2 separate regions of the Gossypium arboreum genome follow, and region 2 is linked to region 1. Evidence: chromatin contacts called from public Hi-C data. All regions are on one chromosome and are shown on one strand. Each heading gives the region's core, a stretch centred on a gene start, on an enhancer-like site or on the middle of the called end of the contact. The rest is flanking DNA. Distances are from core to core; before and after follow the strand shown.

The links. Hi-C and Micro-C count contacts between places; a contact is called where the count stands out from the background.
Region 2: a contact with region 1 is called in a Hi-C map of leaf, with 3 times the contacts expected there. The contact joins the promoter of LOC108486270 here to the enhancer-like site in region 1. A contact is called at or near these places in 2 of 5 Hi-C or Micro-C datasets (both in leaf).

The regions. Positions count from the first base shown.
Region 1 is chr6:65,894,973-65,898,291 of ASM2569848v2, reverse strand. LOC108486444 (protein MANNAN SYNTHESIS-RELATED 1-like) reads right to left here. Exons shown (of 7, transcript XM_017790500.2): 7 at 2,806-3,319. The coding sequence ends at 3,127. Among protein-coding and RNA genes, the nearest start is that of LOC108486444, 5.4 kb to the right of the region's middle. Within about 2 kb of position 1,666, at least 2 of the 2 cell types and tissues checked have an H3K27ac peak or open chromatin away from gene starts, as enhancers often do. A contact at or near this core is called in leaf, where this site is marked.
Region 2 is chr6:66,271,134-66,274,452 of ASM2569848v2, reverse strand. LOC108486270 reads right to left here and starts at 1,593. Exons shown (of 8, transcript XM_017790233.2): 1 at 1,347-1,593; 2 at 993-1,061; 3 at 243-344. The coding sequence starts at 1,421.

The DNA of each region.
Region 1 (3,319 bases), core at 417-2,916:
TATATATATTATATGTACTTGTTTGAGATTGTGTTTTATTCTGTGATGCCTTATGATCTTATTCCGGCGAAGGAAATGAGTTAGGGGTGTTACATCTCTCACGATTAGAGATTGAAGCTAGTCAACAAGATAAGAAAAAAATTAATGAAAGATTTATTGATGAACTGTTATTTCAAGCCATCCACCATGAAGTAATGCAGCTGACCCACAAAACACCTTAGTACGCAAACACTGTCAATTATCTAGCTAGAGGAATGTTCCCTGCAAATGCACGATGACAAAAGAAGAAAAAAAATAATGTATGATGCCCGTAAGTATATATGGGAAGAACCTTATGCATTTCAACAGTGCACAAACCAACTGATCAGACGATGCGTGGCAGAAGAGGAAATGGAAGACATCTTGCTAGAGTGTCATACGTCACCATGTGAGGGGCATTTTGGAGGAAGGAGAATACCATAGAAAATACTTCAATAGGGATTTTACTGGCCCACAATGATCAAAGACGCCTACGAATTTTCTCAATGATGTGAAAAATGTTAGCGACAAGGAAACATATCAAAAAGGATGAAACGCTGCAAACTGGAATTTTGGAAGTAGAAGTTTTTGACGTGTGGGGCACTGATTTTATAGGACCATTTCTCAATTCTTTTGGCAATCAGTACACTCTCTTAACAGTTGACTATGTATCTAAATTGGTAGATGTAGTAGTGTTACTGGTCAACGACACTAAGGCTATAGTTTGATTATTACGTGAGAATATTTTTTCTCGATTTGGGACTCTCAGAGCACTTGCTAGCGATGAAGGATCACATTTTTGTAGCAAGCAATTAAAGACAGCTTTGGCAAAATACAGCGTGAAACATCGAATCACCACAACATACCACCCTGAAGCTAATGGGCAAGCAAAAGTATCGAATCGGGAAGTCAAACAGATATTGGAGAAGACAGTGAACCCAAGTCGAAAAGATTGGAGTACATAATTGGATGATGCATTATTGACATATCAAATAGCTTACAAAACTCCGTTGGGTATGTCTCCATACAAATTAGTTTACGGAAAAAAATATCATTTGCCAATCAAATTAGCGAAAAAAAAAAAGCTTATTGGGTCATTAAGGAACTGAATTTAGATCCCTACTTATCTAAGGAAGCGCGCCAATCCAATTTTGGACATAAAAGTGATGCCAGTCCAATGCCCTTCCCTCTAAATGCAACATCACAGTACGAACCTTGTCACTATCAAGCAACCATTCAATTGCAAAATATTGCTCGAGCATTAACCACCGACCTCTGAAGTTAGAGTCATCAAAGTGTGGGCAGTTTAGGTGATAAAGCGTTCTAACAGCGTCCAAAATGGGATTGATGCAGATTAGTCATTCTAGTGGCCAAAGAGTGTAGAGGTCCTTCCAAAAGGCCATCTAGGAGGTGACCCTCCCAATATCCCTTTTCCATTGGCCTGAGTTGTAGCCACATTATTGAAAGAGGTAGGATGACCAAAATATTACTCAAATAAACTATGAAGTTCCAGTCGAATCCCACCCTTAAAGTCTTCCTTGAACCTCTGTAACCAGGCCTTTAACTTGGCATCGATTTGAGACAACTTCCCTTGGATCTTCACTATCTCCTATTGCAGCACACCCATTTCCTTCTGCAAACGCGTAATGACCCCATCTTTAGCCATGGAGAAACATTGAAGCTCCAATACCTTTGTTAAGAGCAAAACCATAAAGGAGAGAACAGAAGAAGAAGCGAGAAAATTGAGGAAGAGAAGAGAGAAAGAGACTTGATAGAAATCGTGATGATTGATTGCATAACCTTCCAGCCAAGATACAACTCTCTCTCTCTCTCTCTATATATATATATAAAGAGTAAAAACACCTTGTTTTCATTGAAAGTTGTTGTGCACCGTTTCGTTAATTTGGACTCAAAATGCACCATTTCTTCCATTCCCTTATGTTTTCATATTTCAGTTTTGACTCATCATCTAGCACCCACCAAATTATACAATTATGATAAGGAAAGAGTAGAGAGCACTTCTTATTAATGAATGCTCTATCAAGCCTGTCCATGACGAAAAACTTTGAACCTTTATCCATTTCCATGTGACGACAAACTCTGAACCTCTACCCATTTCCCATGTGTAGTAGTGGCCCAAAAGAGGTATTTCTAATAGATTATAGTCATCAATGCATTGTCAAAATCCTTCCAACCATGAAGGATAAATAACTCCTCCCCATTTATTATTAACAAAATGTTGGTTTCTAGTCACCTATACTCACCCACGACAAACCATGTATAGTTGAAAGAGACCTCCAAAAATCCCCTAGACTTAGGATAGCCATACACCCCAATTAACCTCCATTTAGAACCATTTGCACCCTCATTAGACATATCAATGTGGTTATTAGAATTACCAATCACAGTACCATTATCAATTGAATTCAAAAGCATAGCAAGACCACGCTATGACCAACCCCGGTATCAAAATTCAACGCAGCTAGTAATTCTTTTAAGCAAAATGCATTAAAGTTTCAATAAAAAATACAAAATTAGACTCCTTAAGAGTTAACACCGCACACAAGCTTTGTATCACTTCTATTAAATTGAAAAACAATAAAGTTGTTATTAATGATTTATTAATTTTGATTCGAACTGGAGAAATCTGATCAACCCACACTTGATTTAACCAAAACCGACCCAACCAAACCCAAATTAATCAGAACTCCAAATGATCAACTTGAAATGATACAATACGAAACTAAATTAAGAGTAATTTTTATTTTTAAAAAATGATAACATAAGTTTTAAATTAACTGTTCTTTTTTATAATTAACACTTGCAAAATTTATAGAATCAATGTGCATCCATAAAACAATGAAGAAATGATAGAAATGAAGTTCGGCATCACATGACGACTTGAACCCCGTAACATATCTGCTCTACTGAACATATTAAAGAAAAAAAATCATCTCAAACAGATAATTTTTACTAGAGAACTTCACACCCAGATGAAGTATAAACACCAAAGTTGAGCAGTCCATCCAGTCACCCAAAAGGACTCAATGACTTGAGGTAAATGGGAAGGCCCCATAACCATTTATGAAGGATTTCCTTGAAAGAAGGCTAGCAAAAGCATGAATAAGCCAAGTGGTTCTTCTTGGCAACATAAGGAGCGAGGTAGTTCATGACTGCTGCGGATGTACCAGGTATATCGGCTGGAACGAGGATTTGAGGCTTTCCTAAAGCTATTCTTTTTCCAACTACATTGGCATAAAACAGGCCAGATAAGGCTGGGACAAAAACATCACTCTTGGAA
Region 2 (3,319 bases), core at 344-2,843, 380 kb before region 1:
ATCTAAGAATTTATTGCATTAAATACATTCATCAGACAGGAACGGTTACTGGACAAATTGAATATAAGGAAAAAATTTAATCTGTGACATCTCACATGCATGTATTTGTACAATAAATAGTATAAAGAAAATAAAAATTTCCATTTCAATTCAGAATCTTGCCTAAGTTAATAAACCACTGTTTAGGACAAACAAAATTAACTACAAAAATAAATCAAGGATTAATCAGGAATTTCAATTACCTTCGATTGTGCAGCAGCTGCACTGACACTAGTCCCAATATCTGATCCAGAAATCTCATTTTGCTTTGCAGTTGCAAGCAGTTCCTCTGTCAGAGCAATCACCTGCACCTCAGAGGTTCAGCACAAGCATATCTCTAAACATGAACCTATATGTTCAGTAAAATAATAAAGGGCGAATTGTTATCATATTTCGAACTTAGAATCTCAAGATGAACATCGGAAATCAGGTGAATGAGAAGCAGGCTGGCCATCACGACACATAGCACACCTGCAAAGGAATCAAGATCAAAGTGATGGGCATCTTTCCAAAGCTATATATTTCAGAAATTTCTTTTTGTCCCTAAAGTTCACATTCTGCAGCTGTGAACTCTTTTAATATTAACCGCCCTCACCTTTTCAACCCTGAAATGAAAACAAATCTCCAGCAGAGCCATTACCATTAGCAGTTAATTGGCGTTGCTTCATTGAGCAACATGTTGATTCCTTCAAAAGACGGAAGGAAGAGAAATGACATTTTCTTCACCTTATCAAAAAACTTAACATCTAAAAGAAAAAAAAGGCCAACAAACTAAAACTGATACTTTGATCACTTTTTGGTGCCGGTAAGTGTTGGATCCATTTCTAAACAGAATAACCGCATTGTAACCATGACACGACAAGTCAGAGTAAAGAACAAGAAGAAATAGAAAGCTACAATAAAAATAAAATGTAAGAACAAGCAAAAAGAAAATAATCATATGCAAGAATCACCTCAGCGAGCTCCTTTTCCATGTCCACATATTCAGCGTTTCCAGGATCATCAGCCAGAAGCTGTCTAACCTGATTTTTACCAAAACCAGCTAATTAGTCGTGTTTTGCAAGTCCACATAAAATTCTTCCAATTTCTCGACAAGCTAAGTTAATCATGAAATAATCCATTAACATAGTAGTAATAAAAACAAAACCCTAGACACAAATAATTCATCGAAAACAAGAGGTTCAGTCCAATCACATACATGGGTCGTTATAAGTTTGTTTCGGCATACAAATAACTACTATAAATTAAAGCTAATTGCAAGTATTAACTCGAAAATTGAAAAGAAAAACAAAAGAAAAATCGGAAACCTGCTGAAGCTGTTCCTTATACGTAGAGAGATTTGAAGCCAGGTCATGTATGCTTAGCTCATCTGTTCCTTGCATTATATGGTTTCTTTTTCCCTAAAATTTCAATTTGGCTTTCAGAGTTTTTGATGATTCCTTCAATTTTTTAGGGTTTTAAATAAATTTGGGTATTCGCGAGATGAGTACGAAGTTTGGAGGCCCTTCATTTATACTACTGCTAGCACGACCAAGTTGGTATATAAATAGTCGGTTATTTTATTTTAAAATTATATATAATAATATCTTCGTATAATTTAGGGCTAAATTAGACTTATATGCTGCTGCTTCTTTTTTTTTTAAATTCGTAATTTAGGCCTTTTATTTAATTTAGGTAAATATAGTGTTTTTGAATAGGGTGTGTGAAGTGCTTTCTGCTATATGCGTTTTTCTCCAATTGTCATTAAAATCGGTAATTTTTTTTTATAAATACCAGTTCATTTTTCATTCTTTTCACTCAAATTTAATTCTCTCAATTCTTCTAACTTTTTCAATTCTCTCAACTCTTTTAAGTTTTGTTCGAAATTTTCCTATACACTTGTTTAAAAATACTATACTTTTATTTAATTATTTTGTATATTCATTTCGATTAAAATTTCATGAATGACAAGTTCTTTGATTTGTTTCAACGACAATCACATTTTCGCCACTCAAGAGACAATAGTAAGGAGAAATTTAAAATTTTGCTATTTTTCAATTAAGTTAAGGAGAAATTTTAAATTTTGCTATTTTTTAATTAAGTTAAATTTAATTTTTAAAATTTTAAATTATTTTATTTTGTCGATATAAATAGACGAATGATTGTGTTTTGGAGGGGTTCATATAAAATTGTCAATGAGTCTAGACACCAAAATTCACGATTATTTGCAAGATGTCAGATTCTTACATGTATTTCATATGCTTGGGGGCTGCAAATTGGATCTTATACTTATCAGCGCATTAGTGGAAAGATGGAAACTTGAGACACAAACATTTCATCTTCTATGTAGTGAGTGTACAATCACACTCGAGGACGTAGCTTTACAACTCGATTTACCAGTGGATGTATCAGTCCTTACTGGGTCAGCGGTAGTTCCCAATAAAGAGGACCTTTACGAGGCATTTTTATGAAAGGTGTTGAACAAGTTTCAATGTGATCGGATAGATATAAAGTGGTTGAAAAATAATTTCAAAGAACTTCTTCCGAACACGATTGATGTCGTCAAAGAGCAATATGCCCGAGCATTCATCTTGAAGTTATTCGGGGGCATTCTAATGCCCGATAAATCTTGAAATTTGGTACACATAAGGTGGCTACTACACCTAGTCGACTTCAAAGAATGCAAACATGAGTTGGGGATCAGCCATATTGGCCACATTGTACCGGGAGTTGTGTCAAGCGATAGAACTAGATAAGAAGTCAATTGGTGGTTGCATGCTCCTACTACAGTCATGGGCGTAGTGGCGGCTACCATTTCTATGTCCCCGATACATTCTCATTGGTGACAAGGTAAAATTCATTTGATAATAATATTTAGTAAATGTAGCAAATGTTGTTTATTTATTATATGTTTGAATTAACATATTGCTTGAATAGGTGAAACCATGGGCCGTGTTATGTGGTGTAACACCCCTAACCCGTCCCCGTCATTAGAGTAGGGTTACGAAGCATTACTATAGAATTCGAAACATTTAACTTCAAATAAAAATAATTAAGTAAATTAAATAAAACATTCAACAATTCAAGTTAATTAAAGTAAAAATACTCTTATAGGCCTTAAATCGAGCCTACGGGGTCTTAAAAACATTTTGAAAACATTTGGAGACCATTTTGAAACAAAACAAAAAAATTTGGAAAAATTGAAAAATTTTAGAAATAAGGGTCACATGGCCATGTGATTAGGCCATGTGAGTATTCAATGTATAGGACGTACAACTGTGTTCCAGCCCGTGTATCTGTC